Linked DNA regions of Mus musculus: region 1 is linked to region 2. The links are chromatin contacts, called in public Hi-C maps. All regions are on one chromosome and are shown on one strand. The core of a region is the stretch at or near the end of the contact, and the rest is flanking DNA. Distances in the headings are between cores, read along the strand shown.

The links. Hi-C and Micro-C count contacts between places; a contact is called where the count stands out from the background.
Region 1: a contact with region 2 is called in a Hi-C map of B cells, with 1.7 times the contacts expected there. The contact joins two enhancer-like sites.

The regions. Positions count from the first base shown.
Region 1 is chr1:106,550,210-106,554,907 of GRCm38.p6, forward strand. All of the region lies in intron 1 of Bcl2 (B cell leukemia/lymphoma 2), which reads right to left. Among named protein-coding and RNA genes, the nearest start is that of Mir3473f, 5.9 kb to the left of the region's middle. Within about 2 kb of position 2,837, at least 47 of the 459 cell types and tissues checked have an H3K27ac peak or open chromatin away from gene starts, as enhancers often do. A contact at or near this core is called in B cells, where this site is marked.
Region 2 is chr1:106,155,772-106,160,998 of GRCm38.p6, forward strand. All of the region lies in intron 2 of Gm20753 (predicted gene, 20753), which reads right to left. Among named protein-coding and RNA genes, the nearest start is that of Gm20753, 13 kb to the right of the region's middle. Within about 2 kb of position 2,405, at least 26 of the 459 cell types and tissues checked have an H3K27ac peak or open chromatin away from gene starts, as enhancers often do. A contact at or near this core is called in B cells, where this site is marked.

The sequences.
Region 1 (4,698 bases), core at 1,587-4,086, 390 kb after region 2:
GGGAGGTATGAAAGGCACACATGGAAATGGGTATAGAGTTACAGCTATGTCCTTCCATTCACCAAGTTAATCACAAAAGAGACTGAAGGCTCCATCTGTACCCAGCCTTGGCATCTCATCGTCAGCCTGCTTGTTCATTTCGACACCAATCATGATTTTGTGGAAGGCACTAAGAAGACTTTAAATATGATTTGTCTCTATCGTATAGTTTTTTGGTAATATTCTAAAAATTCAGGGTAGCTTTCCACTCAAAGCTTTTGGTGCATGTAGGCCTACTGACCCTGCAGAGTCTTGGCCAGGAGACTTACAACATGCTGCAGGGCCTCAGTGGAAGGCACTGGTGCCAGTTGTCTTGTTAGTGTGCTAAGTTACCTGACTGGAACAGAGAATGGATTTCTTTGGACTCATGAGTTGGGGAATGCTGTCCATCATGACAGGGAAGCCATGGTGGCAGGAGTGTGAAGCTGCTTGCTAACAGGCTGGCAGAGCAAGAGGCAGAGCAAGGCACCGAGTGGGCTGGAGGCCCGTCTCCACTCCTGATAAGCCCTACCTCTTAAAGGTTCTACAACCTCCCAAAACAGCACCACCCACTGGAGACAAAATGCTCCAACAAATGAGTTTCTGTGGGCTGTTTTACATTTAAACCAGAGTAGCCTTTTTTAGGGTGTTTCACCCACTCTGCCCACTGTAGCCTGCGTCCTAGTGGCCCTGGAAAAGGCTCTCCATTTCCCTTTCTGCATTCAGCTTTGGCCAGAGCCCTTCCTGGAATGCGATCATTTCTAGCTTTGGATTTACAACATGTTATTATTTGGGGGAGAATATCAGTTTACGTTATTGTACTATTTAAGAAAGTATGATGTGCATGAATCTTACTACAATTAGGTCATAAAAAGATAGCTAGCCAAGCTGAAAAATAGGCAAAGACTTTGAATGGACTAAATGACCCTGATGTGACCAATAAGAACATGAAAATATACTTAATATTATAAGTTGTTAGGGAACTGCTGTGGAAACTATAGTGAGCTGGCACTTTAGAACTCCTAAGATGACTGTAATTCCTAAAATGGACAGTAACAAGTGTTGATGAGGGTGTAGAGTGTTGGAGCCTTAACACAGTGGCACTGGGAATATAAAAGGCAATAGCCACGGAAGGAAACAGTTTGATGGATCTTTAAATAGTGAGCTACTGCATGAACCAAGAGTTTAGTATATAATCAATATAATTGAAAGCATATGCTCATATAAAAACTGTACATGAATATTCACGTCAGCATTATTTGAAATAGCCAAAGAGAAGAAATAGTCCAGCTATCTGCTAACTGATCAATAGACAAAATATCCTGGGCCTACACACTGCAATATTATTTATCCATAAAGGAATGAGGCTCTGCTATGTACTATATGCTGGGTGAACCTTGAAGCAAAAGCTAAACATGAAAGGATTAACATAAAGGTTCAAGTGCAGCATAATTCCTTTTATAGGAAATGTCCCAAAGGGTACGTTTTAGAGACAGAAATCAGATGAATTGTTGTCAGGAGTTGGAGAGAGGGAGGACTATGGAATAACTGTCAATGTGTACAGAAGTCCTTTTAGATTGATAAAAAAAATGTGTTCTGGAATTAGTGTAATAGTTGTAACACCTTTTGAATATTCTAAAAAAAAATGAATTGCTCATAGCAAGTGGAATTTCCTGGCATGTGAACTATATTTAAAAACCTGTCTTTCTTACAATCCATGAGGGGGATAGTTAACAATTTTACACTCTATGCAATTGGACAGGGTGTCTGATTCTCTAGCTCTGCTCCCAGTGGTTTGTGGGCTAGGGAGATTCCTTTCATTCTGACTGTCTCCCCCAGTGTTATCCAAGCTAACTGTGGTAGGATGCTTCATTCAACAGACTTATTCTGGGTGAGGATTCAGGCCAGCTGAGCATTCTTCGATATGAGGTGAGAGGCTCAGATTTGTGCAGGCCTTACATTCCCTTCCTCTGCAAACTGTTGCACTACTTGGATATGCACAGTCAAGATCTTCTCTGTTTCTCATGCATCCTTGGGGATATGGCTTGGGATGTGCTGGTGCATGCCAGAATATATGTCAGTATAACGTTGCAGGCAGTAACCTCCAGACTCCTCTCAGAGTGGTCCATCTGCATTGCACTCTGCTTCCACAGGCCCCTGCTCCTCTCAGAGCTCCCTGGGCTCAGGCCCCTCTGCTAGGGCCTCTGACCTTTTGGTGTGGGAGAAGGCCCTGTCTCCAGTGATTCTCTGAGCTCTTCTCCAGCCTCCCCACACCCTATGTTTCTATAGGGGACCTAGTGTACCATTTCTTTGTTTTCAAGAGACGGGGTTTTACTATGTTAGGAGGTTGGTCTCAAGTCAGGTCAAGTGGTCCTTCCACCCCAGTACCCCAAGTAGCTGTGATCACAGGCATTCACTATTGTGCCTGGCCTTCATGCTAATTTTAATTATTGTGCCTCAGACTGGGAGAAAAGTGTGAAACTCTGCTTGTCCTGGGTGCCAGATGGGATTCTCCGTGCCTCATGTGCAGTTTAGCATTTTGATAGACCCACCACTGACTTTCCTGGGATCTGTGGCTACTGTGTGCTCACTCACCTCCTTGTCTCTTGGCATCATCCCACAAGCCCCAGTGTCTACCTTTGTATATGAGAGTGACCGCAAGCGCTGCTGATACTCCACAGAACCAGTGGCAGCTGGAAACACTCACCCTGTAGGTCATTTCTTGGGCCACACATGCAGTGTTCCACTGTACCCGCCATGGGGCCTGTGAACACGTGGCATGGCCTAGCATGTCACTGCAAGAGTTAATTCATGAAAATATGCCAAAAATGGGAACTGAAAGCGCATGCTTATGAAGTTCTGCAGCTTGGCCTAATCACTGTCATCAGTATACCGCTGCTGGGGAGAGAGGCAGGGACAAGAGGGGGCTCTTCACTGATTAAACAGGGAGGACCAGAGCTGGGAGCCAAATGTTTGATTTTTCACGTGTTTAAATCAGCAAGTGTTGACTGAGGATGGTGGGAGGAGGTACAAAGCACCCGAGTTTCCTAATGGGGATTTGCTGAAAATGAGTTCAACCCTGGGATGGGATACGTTCCAGTAAGGAGCTTAAAGGAGACGCTCTTCCCATAGGGGACATTTGCTAGGCACTGGCAGCTCCCAGCCATACCTGGCCTGCAAGTGTCTCTTAAGACTGGATGTCTCTTCTGGAAATTCCACACCATATTGGCTCCATAACGCTTTCATGGAAGACCTATAGCACCTGGAACATCTGTCCCAGACCAGCTGTGGCTTTCACAGGATGGGCTCTTCCTACAGGTTTTGGTCTAGGACAAATAAGTCTCACACTCTTCTGAAAGCCTAATAGCCCACTCCAAAGTATCCCTTAAGACATAACAAGTCTCAACCTACTCCCAGCCTCCTACTCTGCAGCCCAGGGAACCATTCATTCACTCTGTGACGGTCAAAATGACCAAGATGGCCCATCAATCCAGCCATCAGTAAAAAGAAGGGTGATTACGTCTTCTCTGTCTCAGTCAGGGGCTGATACACGGTGGTAAACTCAGTGTGTTCCATGTGGGTGCGCTCAGGAAAATCTGCTTTTGTTTTGTAGTTTATAATTTAGCTCAGTTCACCTGGAAAGACTCAGCATGAATAAAACCAGATGCATTTCAAGGCACACTGGCTGGCTCTCTGACAAACCTCTTCCTTCCTCAGATGGTCTTCCCGAGGCCAGAAAGGACAGCCCACTCTAACGCAAGGAAAATGCAATGTGTCTGTGGCTGACAACAGTTGTTAGTAATGGAGCGTGTGAATACTGGGCAGGGTCAAGGCTAGAGTTCTGGATTCAACCTCATTAACACAGGGATGAGATAGGCTGGTGTGGCCATTTACAGAGCAGTTCTTGGTCAGTGTGCAGTCTCTTGCCAAAACTAGATGGCTATATATGGAAAGAGGGAATGAAGGATAGAGGAAAGGGGAGGGGAGAAAGATGGGTGGGTGACCGAAATCTTCTCCATCTGCAGAACCTCTAGGGCATGTTGACAGCTGACTGACCTAAGGCCACTATCCTGCAGTGAAGTGAGTCTGCCTCTGCCATGGACATGAGCAAAGTCAGGAAACCACATGGGTCCACTCACTGTACAAAGCCCACCAGTGTGAGGGGTGCTCTTGGGTACTTACTAGAGTGACTGTTCCTGTCCTCTTGCATTTTATAGCATGAAGCCTACAGAAGGTCTGCATGTATTTGCTGATTAGACTACAATGAGAGTTGAGTCATGTCTCTGGGCCTATGTGCACCAGTGATTCCTCAGTCAGAGCTGAAAGTTCTTGAGCTGGACTGGCATGTCAGTTGTCAACACCCAAGTTCCTACTTGAGACTTTCCAGTAACCCCATCTACTGAAACTATGATGCTGGACTGCTAAAATAGTAGCCAGTGAAGCAATATTTACTAAATGTCGTTGTGTACAACACTGTATTTGTACTTCAGGGGAAGCCAGTGACCACGGCTTTGTGTGACGGTGAACCGTACAGCAACACTACACTCATTACACATATCAATCCTTCCACACATGCCCACTCTGGAGCACTTCACCCTAAAGGCCTCAGAAGTTCAGGTTTGGGTAGGTGAAGGCGTTAGTGGGGGGCACTAGGTCTATCAGATTGTCATTTTTAGCGAG
Region 2 (5,227 bases), core at 1,155-3,654:
GGTTAGAAATGTCTGTAACGAGTATTCTAATAACCTTGATTGCAGCTTCAGTCCAATCACTGAACTACTAGCCTGGGGTTCTTGACTGCTCTTTTACTGGAGTGTCTCTCTGGACACTCCAGATGACACTTATGAAATGTTTGTTTCCAAGCCTCCTTTGGTGATTTCTCAATGCCACGTTTGCTGTAGAGCTACCAACCTTCCAGCTTTAGTAACTATAAAATCTTCACCACAAGCTACTGCGTCCTGCTTGAGCGCTGTTCCGTTCATGGAATTATCTCAATATATTGCTTCTGCCGTTCCCTCCTAAAAACTAAACAAACAAACAAACAAACAAACAACAACAAATATGGTCCTTCTGATTTTTAAAACTGTAGCTTTATAGCTGGTGACACATGCTTGTAATCCAGGTACTTAGGAGGCAGAGGCAGGGGGATTGATGCAAATTCAAGGCCAGCCTGGGTTACAGAAAGTTCCAGACCAGCCCCACTACACAGTGAGATCCTGACTGAGAAACTTTTAATTTTTCTGTAAGCGCTTCACATCTGCTTTGAACATGTCAGGTGGATGCAACCATCAGTGGACTCCTTAGACAAGGGCAGCAGTTTTCATTTCTAATAGCAGCTGTCTGTTCTCCTACATCCTCCTCCTTAATGTCTAAAGTTTTCACCCTTTTAGTTATTTGGCTGTTTCCTTCACAGCACAAGATCTCTATCCACATCGATGCTTCCTTCCCTTCACCTCTGTAGGTGCTCTCAGTCTCCCACCCAGGCCCTTAGGTGCTCTGTGACCACAGATTTTCTGAATTAGTGATGTAATACATTTGGTTACATCAATTTTCAACCAATATACCACTGGATCATATAATATATTTAGGACTAATTTTCCTTCTTGCAAAAATTTTTTTTTTGTTTTCCCTCCACTTAATAGGTGTTTCATGTTTTCATTTGGTGGTCTATTTTCCACACCATGGAGGAAGCCCCAAACCCTCCACTGGAGCGCTAGTGTTTTCAGAATTCCTGGATCCCAGGGGTTCCCCCTGGGTATCTCCTAAGATCTCACAAGAGGTCTTTGGAGTCCTCTGTCCTTCTTCCACTTGAGGATCTCTCTTCATTGTTGATTTGGGGACTTTCTTGCCCATTATTGAGCTGGGATCTGTTTCCTGCATCCCTTACCTTCTATTTCTTGGCGTATCCTTCATCTCTCTGAAAAATCTTCTCCAGCAGCACTCTAGATATACAATTCCTTACAGTAAGGCATGGGGCGTTTGTGTATTCAAAAAACTATTTCAATCTACATGAATTCCTTGTCTTAGTTAGGATTTCCATCGCTGTGGAGAGACACCATGACCAAGGCAAGACTTATAAGGACATTTAATTGTGGCTGGCTTATGGGCTTAGAGGTTTAGTCCATTATTACATTGGCTGGAAGCTTGGCAGAGTGCAGGCAGGCATGGAGCTGGAGACGGAACTGAGTATTCTACATTTTGATCCCACTGCATCCAGAAGACTGTTTTCCATGCAGGTAGGATGAGGGTCTCAATGCCCACTCTGACAGTGACACATTCCCTTCAACAAGGTCACACCTCCTAATAGTGCCACTCCCTCAGCCAAGCATATTCAAAGACATGATCTATGGGGGCCAAAGCTATTCAAACCACTACACTCCTTTGGACCTGTTTTCATTTATTCATTTCTTCCCTAATGACTGGTCAGTGTTTAGGCAAGTGTCTAATTTTCCTGCATTGACAGGCCTTTCCTTTCCTTCAGGGGTGTGAGGCATGCACTATCATCCCTTGGACTTGAAAACTCTGAAGAAATTCTGACCACAAATAGAATTAATTTTCTTCTTCATAGAAGCTTTTAAATTTTCTCCTGACCTCATTATTTCAAATTTTGTGATGGTATGCCTTGATGTACATGTTTTTTAATTTATTCTGGCTATTTGATATTTTTATTTTCCAACAACCTAGAAATGCACAACATCCTTTAATTTGTGAAAACGATCCTTCATGATTTCTGTTTCTGTTGAGACATAAACCATTTTCTAATTATTTTCTATTTTCCCTATTTTCTTACATTTCCATTTCTAAAAGTAATCTCTCTGTCTCTGTCTCTGTCTCTGTCACTTTCTTCCCCTCTGTTTCTGTCTGTTCTCTCTGTCTCTGTTGTCTGTCTCTTCTTTCTTGCTGTCTCTCTCTGATGGTCTCTATGTCTGTCTGTCTGTCTCTTCTGTCTGTCTCTGCCTGTTTCTGTTTCTGTCTCTATCTCTGTCTCTCTGTTTTAGCTTTTTCTAAGAAGGCTTTCCTGTCCTCAAATTGTTGCTCAGCTGTCTGCCCATGGTTAGTGCTGTGGTCTTTGTGGCAGAGTCATTCAGCCGAGCTGTCATAGGTTTTGTCACGTGTGTGTGTGGGGAGTGTTGTTGGAGACTTCTGATACAAGTCTTTCATGAAGATTCTGAGTTTGGTCCCAGGCAGAGAGCTGCAAGCTCTGTGGCAGCCTGCTGTGAAAACTGGGAGCAGGCTCCACCTGTGGAGGAGGTGCCCTGCAGTCGTGGAGCTGGTGACCTCCTGGTTCCTCTTGGACAAGGAAGGAAAGGTGCCTCTTCCTCTGGCCATGGCCTGTGCCAGTGCTTGGGGCCCAAAAGAGGAGCTGGATTTCAGCTTCACTTGCCCTTTAGCACCGGCTCTGTTCCAGCCCAGTGCAATGGCTGAGCAGGTGCTTTGTGTGTGGGCACAGGGAAAGACTATAGCAGAGTGTCCCCATACCATCTTAGCACAGGAATCCAGCTTGATGGCACCATCTTAGCACAGTACTCTCCCTCTGTGTGTGTACTGTGGGCCCCCACCATCTTAGCACAGTACTCCAGCCTAATGCACCTATTGTAGAACTTTCTCTCTGTGTGTACTGAAAATCAAGTAAGCTCTGCAAAGCAATCAATGTTCCACAAGGTGAGGGGGCATTTGAGACCCAGTGGTGTATGTGCTTCCGAAAGAGACTGCACATCCTCTTGCCAGCTCCCACATCCAGAAAAGCCTGGTGTTCCCAACCCTCAACCGTCAAAAATATTTTTATTATAATCTATGTATGGGTCTCTCTCTGTCTCTGTCTCTGTCTCTGTCTCTCTCTCTCTCTCTCTCTCTGTGTGTGTGTGTGTGTGTGTGTGTGTGTGTGAGCGCGCGCTCTTGTGTGTGTGTTTGTGTATATGCAGCCGTGGAGGTCACAGAACAATTTTTGGGAGGTGGCTCTCACCATCACGTGGGTCCTGGGAAATCCAACTTGGGTTGTCAGGCTTGGTGGCAAGCTAAGCCATCTTGCAAGGCCTAGCCCCATAGCTTTCAGGAGGCTGTGCACTGCACGCAGGTTGCTTCAACTTCCTCTGTAGTTGGCTGAGAACTTTGTTGTCTGATCTAGTAACTTGGCTTCCACTCCTCTTTCAGATTATTAATAGTCCCTCTACAACTCTACATCTGTCATTTATATTCCTACCAATCGTTCACGTTTCTTCTATCAGTTATTAACCTATCTCTGTTTATTTTATCATTTGGAGACCGCTCTACTGAGATATGATTTGTGATAGTTTGAATGAGTAAGACCCCCACAGGCTCATATATATGAATGTTTGGTCCAGAGTTAGGGGAACTACTTGTTGGAAGAGGTTTAACATTACGGATGAGCTTTGAGGTTTCAAAAGCCCACACCAGGCCCAGTTTCTCTCTCTATGCCTTCTGCTTCTGGGCTAGATGTAAGCAAGCTCTCAGCTACTGCTCTAGCACCATGCCTGTCTACCACCACACTCCCTGCTATGATGATCATGGACTTAACCATGAAACTGTAAGCAAACCTCCAATTAAATGCTTTCTGGTGTAAGTTGCCTTGGTCATGGAGCCTCCTCAGATCAATAGGACAGTGATTAGGTGAGACTTACTGAGCTATCCATATTTAATGTATACAGCATGGTATGGTTAGAAATGAGTATATAATTGTGAAAATATCAACCCGGAAAGGTTACATGTACATCACTCCCCAGAGTTTCCCCTACCCTAGTTATCTATGCATATGCGTGTTTAATTTTTGTGATAAACGTACTAAGCATTAGAGCTATCATCTTGTGCTGGAGAGTCACGATAGTGTACTGCTCATGCAGAAGACCTGAGTTCAGTTCCCAGTACCCACTTTGGTGACTCATAGCTGCCTGTAACTCTGTCTCCAGAGAATCTGACACCTCAGGGCTCCAAAGGCATAATACACAGAGACTTACGAAAGTAAAACAAAAAACAAAAAACCAAAAAACTACCATCTTAGAAAGTGTCTAGTGTACAATACAGTGTTGTTGACCCATTAGTGTTGTGTAACTGAACAGTGTGCCCCCTGACCATTGATTCCCCCACCCTGTGCCCCACTCCCACCCCAGCCATGGGAATGCCTACTGTGTCCTCTGTTTCACTATCCTCTGTGTTTGGCTATTTTAGATTACATAGGTGTCTGTTTGGCTTCTTTCATTTTATAACTTGTCCTCTAGGTCTATCTGTGTTCTAGTAAATGGCAAAATTTCCTTCTGTTTTTTCCCCTGTTTTCTCATTTATATGTGTGTAGTATGCATATGTGTGGATACATGTGTGTATATAGTGAACATGAACATATATGTACTTGTGGTAGCCGAACTTTGACAGTGGGTGTTTCCCATGATTCACTGGGGCAGGGTTTCTCCACTGAACGTTGTCAAAGCAGGGACTGAGCTCTGCTGAAGGAAGAAGAAGAAGGACTGTCATGAAGAAGCAGAAAAATTCCAGGAATGTCAGGCCGTCTGTGCTGACCTACTTTGTCCAAGAGCAAAATGAGTTCTTCACATCTTTAAGATGGGAGTATAGCACTTGGAGGCAAAGGCAGGTGGATATCTGAGTTCAAGGCCAGCCTGGTCTAGAGAGTGAGTTCCAGGACAGCCAGAGCTGCACAGAGAAACCCAAAATAAACCCAGTCTCAAAAAACAAAACAAGACAAAACAAAAGATGGGAGAAAATTTGAACTCAGAATGGAACAGCCACTGAAGTTATATTCCTGTGCTCCTGTGGAACTGGGGTTTGGGGGTGCTATCTTCTTCTTTGATCACATTTCAAAGATGTAGTTCCTAGGCCGGGTCATAAAGCTGGCCAAAACCGTAAAAAAATTGTATGTATGCCCCAGAGAGGAGGATGGCAGATTTAAAAGGACATGTTTTCCTGAAGTAA